2 separate regions of the Siniperca chuatsi genome follow, and region 2 is linked to region 1. A link is a contact called in public Hi-C data. All regions are on one chromosome and are shown on one strand. Each heading gives the region's core, a stretch centred on a gene start, on an enhancer-like site or on the middle of the called end of the contact. The rest is flanking DNA. Distances are from core to core; before and after follow the strand shown. Region 1 holds the start of LOC122878709 (unconventional myosin-Ic-like). Region 2 overlaps LOC122878709 (unconventional myosin-Ic-like).

Evidence for each region. A called contact is a pair of places that touch in the nucleus more often than the background predicts.
Region 2: a contact with region 1 is called in a Hi-C map of liver, with 4 times the contacts expected there. The contact joins the enhancer-like site here to the promoter of LOC122878709 in region 1. A contact is called at or near these places in 3 of 3 Hi-C or Micro-C datasets (liver, skeletal muscle and an unstated tissue).

What each region holds. Positions count from the first base shown.
Region 1 is chrLG7:5,558,643-5,564,129 of ASM2008510v1, reverse strand. It overlaps LOC122878709 (unconventional myosin-Ic-like), which reads right to left and starts at 3,476. Exons shown (of 33, transcript XM_044201880.1): 1 at 3,362-3,476; 2 at 2,960-3,218. The coding sequence starts at 3,049.
Region 2 is chrLG7:5,608,341-5,613,827 of ASM2008510v1, reverse strand. LOC122878709 (unconventional myosin-Ic-like) reads right to left here. Exons shown (of 33, transcript XM_044201880.1): 10 at 4,844-4,915; 11 at 4,482-4,601; 12 at 3,759-3,832; 13 at 3,053-3,158; 14 at 1,819-1,899; 15 at 1,041-1,132; 16 at 749-843. Among protein-coding and RNA genes, the nearest start is that of LOC122878712, 17 kb to the left of the region's middle. Within about 2 kb of position 2,062, the one cell type or tissue checked has an H3K27ac peak away from gene starts, as active enhancers do. A contact at or near this core is called in liver, where this site is marked.

The DNA of each region.
Region 1 (5,487 bases), core at 2,227-4,726:
TATCAGTTCCGAAGAGTTCTCGTAGGCTACCCTCTACCGTCTCTGCAGCCGCCACTGCACCTACACCCTGACTGCAGACTGCCAGCTCCTCCCAACAGCAGGAGGAAGTCCAGTCTCCTTCATGACAAGCCAGTTCTAAGTAATATGGGTGTGAGGCGATGGATTGCAATTTTGAGCTGAAATGTGTTTATCATTAATGAATCAACACTTTTATGTTCTTAAAAAAAAAAAATCTCTAATGCAGTAATGGAGTCTGGACACCTCAAGGGGCTCCTTGGAGGATTTTGTAAGGTGTCCCCAGTCTCAACCTAAGAGACAGTTTCACTTTCACCATTATTTCACTCCCTAGAATTCACAATGACAGAACTTGAGAGAGGCTGCATGGTAAAGGGTTTTTACAGCAGCACTCCACCAGTATGCAGTATGCAGGGCTGTAGCTAAAATCTTAGAAAAAGTGAATTGTAAATTCAACTCTCAGTACCCTAATCCCTAATTTTTATTGTATTTTTCATGGTTAAAATTAGTTTCATAGTTCTTTGTTCAGTTAACAGTTCAGTTATGTTTTCTGTACATTCCCCTATTAAATTATTTATTATTTTTAAACATTTTCGTTGGCCTAAAGGATGTCACATTTCAAAAATAATGAGTCTAAAAATTCCAAAATTAGCCTATAAAATACCCATCATGTGTAAGGTTTTAATTGTAGGATGCAAACTTTTTGTTCAACCTTAAGCTAAAAACACTGAGGTCCTGACCTCGTGTGTCCTCAGCAGTACAGCCCTGGTAGTGTGCATCTGTTTGGGGGTCCCACACATAACACAGTTTGGGAGTTCAGTGTGCTGCATAAGTCAAGAAAGAAAGAAAATACGCCACTGCAGCCTCTCGTTCCTTTCAGATATTACTGCAGAGTTATGCAACATGTGCCTTATCCATGTGAAGGTGACCTCAACCAGCTGGTCAGCTGGCTGCCAATGCCAGAGATGGACTGTAATATGGCTGCACTGCCAGAGGGGGGAGTGATCGATTCAGCCTCAAACAACCCACAACCAGTGGCATTGGCTGACACACACACACACACACACACACACACACACACACACAGGTTGTATCCTGTTGACAAGGCAATGTTAGACAGACAGACTGTACAGGACAAAAGGCCGGTCGTGACACTGACCCCCCCACCTCCAGCCCCGACCCTTCACCCTCCCCACTCCACTTCTTTAGAACCAAAACCAGGAAACTCTCACTCGCTAAAACGTAGCCACACACACTTTTTATTTGTTTCGGAGCCAGTTAACTCCACAATATTTTCTTTGTGTAACTTCACCTGACTTCAGATTGTTATTGACATTTCTGTTGTTATATAATTGGCCGGGAGAAGATCCAACAAAGCTTGTCACCCGTGTATTTGGAACCCTACGTGATTACATCCGTCATTGTCCCTAGAAATCTAGTCAACATGGGAAGGTTACAAAGGTTTGATGCCATATGACATTGGTCATAGCTTAGTAAACAACTGATGACACCGACACACACACACACCTTTCACACACATCCAGAGATGCAGCAGGGTGATTTGACCTTGGAAGAATGTGGAAGGGGAAAAAATGAAACTGTGTACTGGAATGTCTTTGTCGTTTCCTCCCGTCCAGGCTACAGTACATTCCACCCCTCCCCAATCATCACTGATCAGCACATCAGCAGGCTGCAATAACTGCACCACATTCCTCTTACTATACATCCTCATCCTGTGTCAGCCCACGCTTTACTGTACCAACTGGTACCTTACCGTGGGAGGGTGATTTTAAAAAGCCCACTCCCTTCATTCCTTAGATACTATAGATATATATATATATATATATATTAGTCAGCTGTCTTTATTACTGCTCTCCTACATAAGACAAGAACAAATATGTAACACATGTCAAAATGTTTTAGAGCAGTGGATGTCTCTTTTAATTCCTGCATGGAAACATTACTAAGGGAAAACTGCAGAAGCTACAGTGATGCTAACAGCACAACTAGATTTCCATGATTAAAAATGTGTGTATGCTAACTTTGAGGGGCTACTCCAGCAATTTAGTATTGCATTTCCATAAAGTTGGGGGACTCACAACTGACAGGTTAAAAAAAAAAAAACATTACATGTGATTTGATCCATTGTTGATATAAAGCCGGTGTGGCTACATTGGATTCTGGTCCGCTGAGGTTACAGTTGGTGCAGAGATCAGTATCTCTGCTTATAATTCATTTTGTGGGACACTAAACCTGACTTTTACAGCTGATTTCATAAATGTCTGTGTTTGTGCAGTGAGACTAAGGAAACTCACCTGTTGAGACCCTGGGATGCACTGTACATCACCAAAGAGTGTTCCAGGGTAGACACCTTTAATGTGAAATTGATATTTTATGTACTGTGTCCTTTCAACTCTTTAAAAAGGTCATTATCTGCTCTATGTAACGCTTGTCAGCAGGATTCTCGGTATGTTACTAAGTCCTGATGTCTGTAACAAACCGAGTTATGTCACATTGTGACTTTGCATAAATCCCATCCTATTCATGTCAATAAAGCCTTTCTACCACTATACCATACACTATACCATTATTTTGTAGTAGCAGTCCACAGAAGCAGCCCATTTGTCCATGTATAATTAATTATGAGTACTGCTTATTATAATTCTGAGAGCACTGCTCAGAGCCAAACGGGATTTCAACTTATTTACTAACCACAGCTGTTCTGATTTATCTCTGCAATTTACATGACAGACAGTATACTCTGAAGCAATTTACAGTTCTTAAAATATGTAAATGTTTCTCAACCTCATCCCTGTGGGGGATGAACCCTATAACCTCAGCTGTGTCAGCATCAATTTCTACCACTGAGCTGCATAAAACCCATCGGAATGAAGGATGAGTGGAAAAATCTGACTCCAGATCTGGCCACAGTGTGTGAACTGACCTTGCAGTCGTGGCAGTAGTTTTCCCCGTTCTTCCCCGGAGGAAGGATGATCTCCCCTGTTGGAATGAGCTGGATCCTCAATTCCATCATCGTTCCCTTTTCTCGTTTTTTCCCGTCCCTTTTCTTAAAGTGATTCCGTCTCGTTTGGTGCTGTCTGTTCCTCTCACACTTTGACAGGAGTGTCAGAGGACGTAGATTGTACCTCTCCCCTCAGGTCCTTTGGCAAATCATTAGAATGACAGAGAATGTGCCTAGAAGACTATCCCGAGAGATGTCGGAAAAGCAAAAACGTCACTCTCAGAGACCTTTACTCACATCAGAAATACATGCAAGTAGGTCATAAATCTCTCTCCTATATGCATATGAAGAGAAATGCTTTATCTTTCAAGTGGGAGCTCTTACCCGACAGAGAAATTTTACTTCCTGACACGAAGATCCAAAAGCACTGGCGCAGAGATTTGGAGTTGAGGTGTTACCTGTTGCAGAGCGAAGAGTCACAGTGAGGCCAGCTTCCCCTCGCTGCAGCCAGAGGATGTTGCCTCTCCAGTTGAGGGATCACGGGGAGGATATGGAGCTTAGCCGGGCCTGAGATGGATGTCACATGCAGAGGATATGTGTCTTTTGTCTTACTGTGAGTGTGTGCGCAAGATAAAAATGTGTGTGCTCATAGGGAGTGGTAAACACATTTGTGTTTTGAATGAAAATATTATACCATGCTGTATGTAAAGGTGAGTTGATTTCCTTTTTTTAATCCCAGAGTACTAATAAAGGGAGTAGTCCAGTTCAGTGGTTCCCAACCTTCTTTGAGGTACCCCCACAGGCCTGTCACATGAGCTCCTCGAGTACTCCTTCACAGACACCACCGTCATGTTTTATTTAACATTATTAATTCTATAAAAGTGGATATTGTTACAATATTTTTGCCAATTGAATTGAACTGTCAATGTTTAGGTCGGTTTAGCCAAGTTTGCATTCGTACTACTTGGAGTGGCAGAATTTGGACGTTTCAACCATTTATCCATTACATTTAGCTGACAGTTTTAACAATATAAGGTTATTACTTTAAGCTAATATTTTAAACTGTTTATCATTACTTTTAGCTAGCTATTTGAACTGTCCATCCATTGTTTTTAGACTTCTCTGCATGTTTGTTAACTAGTTTTCACACATCTCAGTTGTAAGTAGTGCTCAGGTGTTACAACTGACTCAATATGGAGATGTTTATTTCTAAATCAAATTGTAATTTCTATTTTTTTTGTCTTATGTCCATGGGCAACACTGCAGAAGTACCCCCTGAGGTACAAGTACCCCTGGATGGGAATCACAGGTCCGCTTCATCTTGTTGTTTGCCCTTAGCTCCTATTAGATCATTGATGGCACTGTGTCCAAGTTTTTAACATGGCACACACACCACACACACCCACACACACACACCACAGGGCTGGTCAGAACAGGGTTTCCTTCTGGACCCAGCATCCTGCCTCAGACATTCCCAGTACCCGCCCAGTAGATTTGTGTGTGTGTGTGTGTCTGTGACGTATGTGTGTGTTAGTGTGTGTGCATGACGGATCCCACTTGTGCTTCCCTTAGGATATACAAGCAAGAGGCACGCGTATGCACACACTTTCTAAAAACAAATAAGGGACTTGTTCTCTCGTAGCAGTGCACTTCCTATCCCCAAGGACTAGACCAGCTAGGGCCTTTACACTCAACCCATACACTGATTCAAACACACACCAAACTGACAGAAGGCTGGTTTCCAGGGTGAAGGGGAAAATGTGACACTGCGGCCGTACATTTCTGTCTTTGTGACAGGAAAATATAAACAGCTTCACTCAATAAATATGCCTCGTTTGGATGATCTTCCTGACCTGTCTGATGACTCCAGACCCCTCCCTGCATTCCTCTTTGCTCACTGTCAGCATTGTGGGACTCATCCAGTTATTTGTGCACACTCTGCAATGTGCCTTTTTAAGGGAGCTTAAATCGTTGATTTAATGGGGTCAGAAACCTAAAAAGCTGAAAACCATTGCTATAGAGAGTAGTAAGAATGTGCACGTGTGTGTGTGTGTGTGTGTGTGTGTGTGTGTGTGTGTGTGTGTGTGTGTGTGTGTGTGTGTGTGTGGTGCTTTCAGTTGTCATGTTTTTAGATTTCCAATACTGGTAAGAGCATTGAAGAGCAAACAAGTTAGAATGTCAGCATACATTCTGTATTGCTGTCAGCCCAGGCTGACTGGCCTGCCTTGTCCCACTCCTGTGAGCTCATTTATTGGCATTGCTTTAATAAAGTCAGTCAACAATAATTCAAACTGTGATCAGCAGGACACAGCAGTATGAGTTGGTTTCCTTGCTGAGGAGTTGGAAGGCGTGCAGCCTGTCGCCTGCTGCTCTTCCTCTAACAGCTCACTGTGGCTGCTCCTTTTTGTTCCCTTCCTCCCATATAAAAATTAAAAAGGATCTGCTGTCAAAAAAATGCAGAAAATTACTGTAGTCTTTTGTATACACATTTTTGGTGAACGATGGCGGTT
Region 2 (5,487 bases), core at 813-3,312, 51 kb before region 1:
ATGGAAATAAAGAAACAACATTGTTCTTGTATAACAGAGAGCTAGTTAGTCCTCATATTATACATATGATAAGGAAAAACGTAAGCTAAGACTCTTCTTTCATTCTAACATAGCCCTGTTTCGCTGCTTAGCTTACATACAAACAAGACAGATTAGATTTATGCTTTGTGTTCGGCTTTTCAAATAGCATGTTTCATTTTTAACTTTTCAAGAAAAAAGGCTTTTAGTATGAGGACTAACCAAAGTGTTTGCTGGGGTTGCTGGAGTGTAAACGTCCCCAAATTCAATAGAGCAGGACAGAGCTGCTATCGCTACTCTAAACTGATACAGAAGCATCCAGGACCAGCTTCCACTCAGTGGGGAAATACTACACAGTGGATGTGCTACTCGTGAACGAGGCTTTTTTTATTTTAACCTGTAACCCCACACAATAATGTAGTCTGAAACCCAGAGCAGCAGACTGGTGAGTATTCCATGACTATGTTGTTGATCAAATCAGAGCTGGAAATTTACAGTACATGATGCTGAATGTGACGTATTAGAGTTCAGGTAACTCTGACCAGGTCTTAGTTAGCAACCAGCCTTTATCCGTTTGTGTTGGCCATTGTTGGAATGCTGGCATTTACTTGAGAACTAACTCCTTTCACATTGTGACAAAGGTATAAAATCTGGTTGCCTGACCCCCATGCCAAATTCACTGCAACACCAAACATCAGCAGCATACACACGCACAAACACGCACACACACCGTTGACATTGTAGTTGACCTCTCCAGCGTAGTGCAGCAGTCTGAATTCGTCACGGCTCATTACCTTCCGGGTCTTTGCATCAGCCAGCTTGTGACTGCAGGGAAACACACACACACACACACACAGCATGGATAGATCATTAAATGGACTGGACACATATTCAATAGTTCACAGTCTGGTACCACAAGCCAGTCAACAGCCAAACTTATAAATAGTGTAACCCCAAACTGCTTTGAGTATATTTGTGGCATTGCAGTAGTTATAGAAGACAAAAATAGGAATCAAACTAACGTGACAAAGTGTTGGTGTCCTCCCACAGTGTCCTCCAGCTTCTCTAGGAAGGTGAAATCACTGGCATCTCCAGGTCTCAGACACTCCTCATCCTGTGATTTTGAAGACAAAAAGAGCAGCAATCAGTCATTGTCTTACAAAAGCAAAAAACAATCCCAAGTCCATGTCCCCATATCATTTACATTAAGAGTTTGCATGAATGGCTATCAGTGCTATGATTGAATTGATTCATTCATTATTTATTACATAGATACCAGTTTTTGCTTCTCAATGACTGAGCATTAAAGGAATAGTTCAACATTTTGGGAGATACACTTATTCACTTTCTTGCCGAGAGTTAGATGAGAAGTTCAATATCACTCTGTCTGTACGGTAAATATGGAGCTGGAGCCAGGAGACTTATCTTAGCTTAGTTTATACACCTACCAGCACCTCGAAAGCTCACTAATGAATATTGTTATATCTTGTTTGTTTAATCTGTACAAAAACCAAAGTAAAAATGACAAGTGATTTTATGGGTTTATGTGCTGGACTATTGTTTGGCCTGGAGCAGTGATTTCACGTGGACGACAAGACTCCAGGATTATTTCCTAAAATGTTGAACTATTCCTTTAATATGACATCGTATCTTGCCACAAGTTCTTTGGGAATTTTATATTTTGGTAGAAATCCACTTCCAGAATGAATAAGTGAGCTTTCTTTTGAAATAAAATAGTTTCAAATCCTCTTGAGCTATGACACCTCTGTAGCAGAGACGGAGCGCAGTGTGTCTCCTCACCAGAATGGAGATGATGCCTTTGAACTTCTCCTCCACCAGGTCACAGATGATCTTGTTGTTGAAGTACTGCACCGGCTCCCACTGCAAAGGCACAAGCACTATTTCGGTTAGAGAGCATGAGAAAATAAACCCTATCATGGGCATTAATTGGCCTTGCCTGGCATAATGAACATAATGAAATTGTTTTAAAAGAGCCACGGCAGGCTGTTTTTCTCACAGTCTGAACTTAAAAAACTTCGGGGACATAAGTTTTGCCAGAGTCTATCAGTCTAAAACTGATACAACTATTCTAAGCTATTTAATGACCCTAAAGTCAATCATCTGCAGAATCCCAGGAATCCTGGCACACAGACACGCTGCTCACCCACTTGTATGTGGACACACACATAAACACAGAGCTGCAGAGGCAGCAGCGTTAGGTTACGTTAGCACTAACAGCCGCATCATTTCCACAGAGATGACAGAGAGTGCGGCCCACGGCCCTGATGTCAGATGATAATGGGCTCTTTGAGAGGTGAGTCCAAGTTTCTCCCACAATCTGCTCTCTGACCAGTGCATTTAGATTAGACTGAACAGAAGAGGTCCTTGTTCCAAAGAAGCAATATAAATACAATGAATATAAATGGGGCGAAGACAAAAGGGAGCAACTGAGGAGAAAATGCAAGAGAGAGATCTAGAATTAGATATCATCTTTCAAAGCAGACCTCTTTTGACATGTAATTTCCTTAAGAGGCATCATTTAAGATTTTAACTGTAAATAAATAAAATACACTATAACAATAACAGGGTTAAAGGCTTAATTTCTAATGGGGCAGCATCTTCTAAAAATATGTGCACTCACAATAAATCACTTTAAGCCAAAGCCTCAGTGAAACAGCAGCGATAAATGAAATGACCAATTTCACATTGAAAAATACAACTGCAACCACGATCACATTAGGAGCTCTTTGTGAAGCTTAAACCCTGGCTGAGGGAGGAGAGATGGGGTGATAATGGATGGTGAATTTAAAATGTCAAAACCACATAAAGGTGAAGAGAGACTGAGAGGACTGGAGGAAGCAAGTAAAAGAAAAAGAAGAGAGCTAGTGAAAGTGGGTCTTTCCACATTATTCCATATACAGAATTCCAAGTGTAAACGTAGTTGAGGTGCATTAACATCTGGAATAAACAATGGAGGCAGGAGGGTTGGGGGGTGAGAGGGGGGACACTGAGGGAGAAGAAAATGATGTCTGACCGTGATGCCTTCAGCCTCGTACTCCTCCTGCTCTGACTTGAGGGTGAGCTCAATGAAGAGCTGCTGCAGCTTCTCGTTACAGTAGTTGATACAGAACTGCTCAAAGCTGCAACACACAACGAGCACAATGGCTGAATGAAAAACAACAAGGCACAGGGTCATAAACATGTTATTGGTTTTCCAACAAATTCATATTATTTGGTGGTGGATGACTGATCTATAACTAAAGGCTAATATTACCATAATTCATACCATATATAAACATGCGTTACATAAACACTGTGTATGTTAAGGCTGGAGGCTAATTATTGACCTTAGAAATAGTGATTTGACAAAATTCTTGGCACAAAGTCCACTTACTGGGAATTTCTAGAGCTTTCAGCTGCATCTCAGCATATGGAGTTTACTCAGGTTGCTCAGTAACCAACTGAGCCAACTCCAGCAGCCGATGAAGGAGAAATACGAGATGCAGCTGAAAGCTCTGGGAAATTCCTGGAAGTGGACCTTGTGCAAAGATTTTGTTGTTTTAAAAAAAAAAAAAAAAATCAAACTGTGTGTTTGGATGGATATGCAGATGTTGAGCAAATCTCATGAAAATAAGAAACAGACAAAGTACAGTTCAGTTAGATGTCTGTTCTAAACGTTTGCTCACTTTTAAAGAGCTACGGTTTAAATTCAGCATGAACAAAAATCATTAATACTGTACCTGTTGTGCTGGAAGACCTCAAAACCATAGATGTCCAGCAGGCCAATGACAGAGTAATTCTTGTAGGAGTCATCCTGTCAGAGAAACAGAACAAAACTCATCTTCTTTCTATTTGAAAGGGAAAACTCTAGTACACATTAAGCCTTGAAATAAATATTCTACTTAAAAATCATGATTTAAATAGAAAAATAAAATGTGCATTGAAATAAAATAAGATTTCACTCCAGGGTTTACACGTTGACTGATTTTCAATAGCTGTATTCAGAAAAGAATGTATTAATATATTTTAGAATAATATTAACATACTGTGACTATATTGGTCTAACCCTAGTATGTAAGAACTCACACAGTAATGAAACCCTAAGCAAGAATACAATATTATTGATATTTTATTTTTTGTGTTCACCTTGTGAACTTATACATGTCCACAAGGTGGAGCTGTGCTGTAACACATTGAAGGGGAGACAGCAACATACTCTGCACTTCAGTGTTGGATAATGTCTGGATTTAGTTTGAGAAATGTAGTGCAAGTGATTTAATGTCAAAACAGTAAGAGGAAGTGAAAATGTATCAAAAATTAAATCCTTTGGTGGAAATTTGCCAACTGTGCTGTCATACCAAGGCGTGATCCTGCAGTGACTAAGTTTATGTGTGTGTATGTGTGTATGTGTGTGTGTGTGTGTGTGTGTGTGTGTGTGTGTGTGTGTGTGTGTGAGAAAGTACCGTGTATGCCAGCGAAGCGTTGATCTTGTTAACCAGCCAGGTGAAGGTGCGTCCATACACTGCCTTGGACAAAGCATCCCGAGCTGATGACGCTTGCTCTAGGTTCAGCGGGCTCATCAACTGATGAAGAATCACACACACACACACACACACAAACACACACACACACAGGCAGGCAGGAAGGAGAGAAGCAGAGTAGAGAAAGGCAAAGACAGAGTTACAAAGAGTTCAGCAGGGACAGTTAGACAAGTTACATCACAATTACACTGGACCAGACCAGACATTACACAAACAGGAAAGCTTTGGTATACAAATGCTTATCACACACTCGCACTACAATGAGAGTGTGTATCCAAACCTACCTCCTCTCCCTTGGCAATTATCTTCTTGTGTGTGAGTGCCTCTGTCAGCACTGTCCCATTCACTCCTAACAACTGGAAAAGCACAAAAACAAACATTAGCACAGTCACACCAATGACAAATGCATTATCTCCAGTCATGTAAACAGACAGACGTCATGCCACTCAGCAGCAGTGGCATCCTGGGTATGGTATATGTTAATTATGTCCGATAATTGGAAAATTGAGGCAGGAAGGAATGGGGGATGTTTCTAAGAAAAGTGTTGCATCCAAATTATGACCCACATTTCTAAAGCAGTGTGCAGACTACTCAAATGGATAAGTCTTCACCAGCATTTGTAGGATATATGGATATGTGAATTCTAAAGAAAGTGTGTAGTGTGTATTATGATACGTACTGAATCAGCTGTAACATCTGAACACTACATGTAGCAATTGAGAGTGCGTGAAAACTAGTTAGCAAGTGAGCGGAGAAGTCTGAACAGTTTTAAAGTAATGGATAAAGGTTTGAAAAAGTTAGCTAAAGGTTATGGATAAATGGTTACAATAGATAACTGAAAATAATAGTAAAATATTGAAATAGTTAGCTAAAAGTATTAAATAAATGGTTGTAACAGAAAGCTAAAAGTAATGGATATGGATTATGT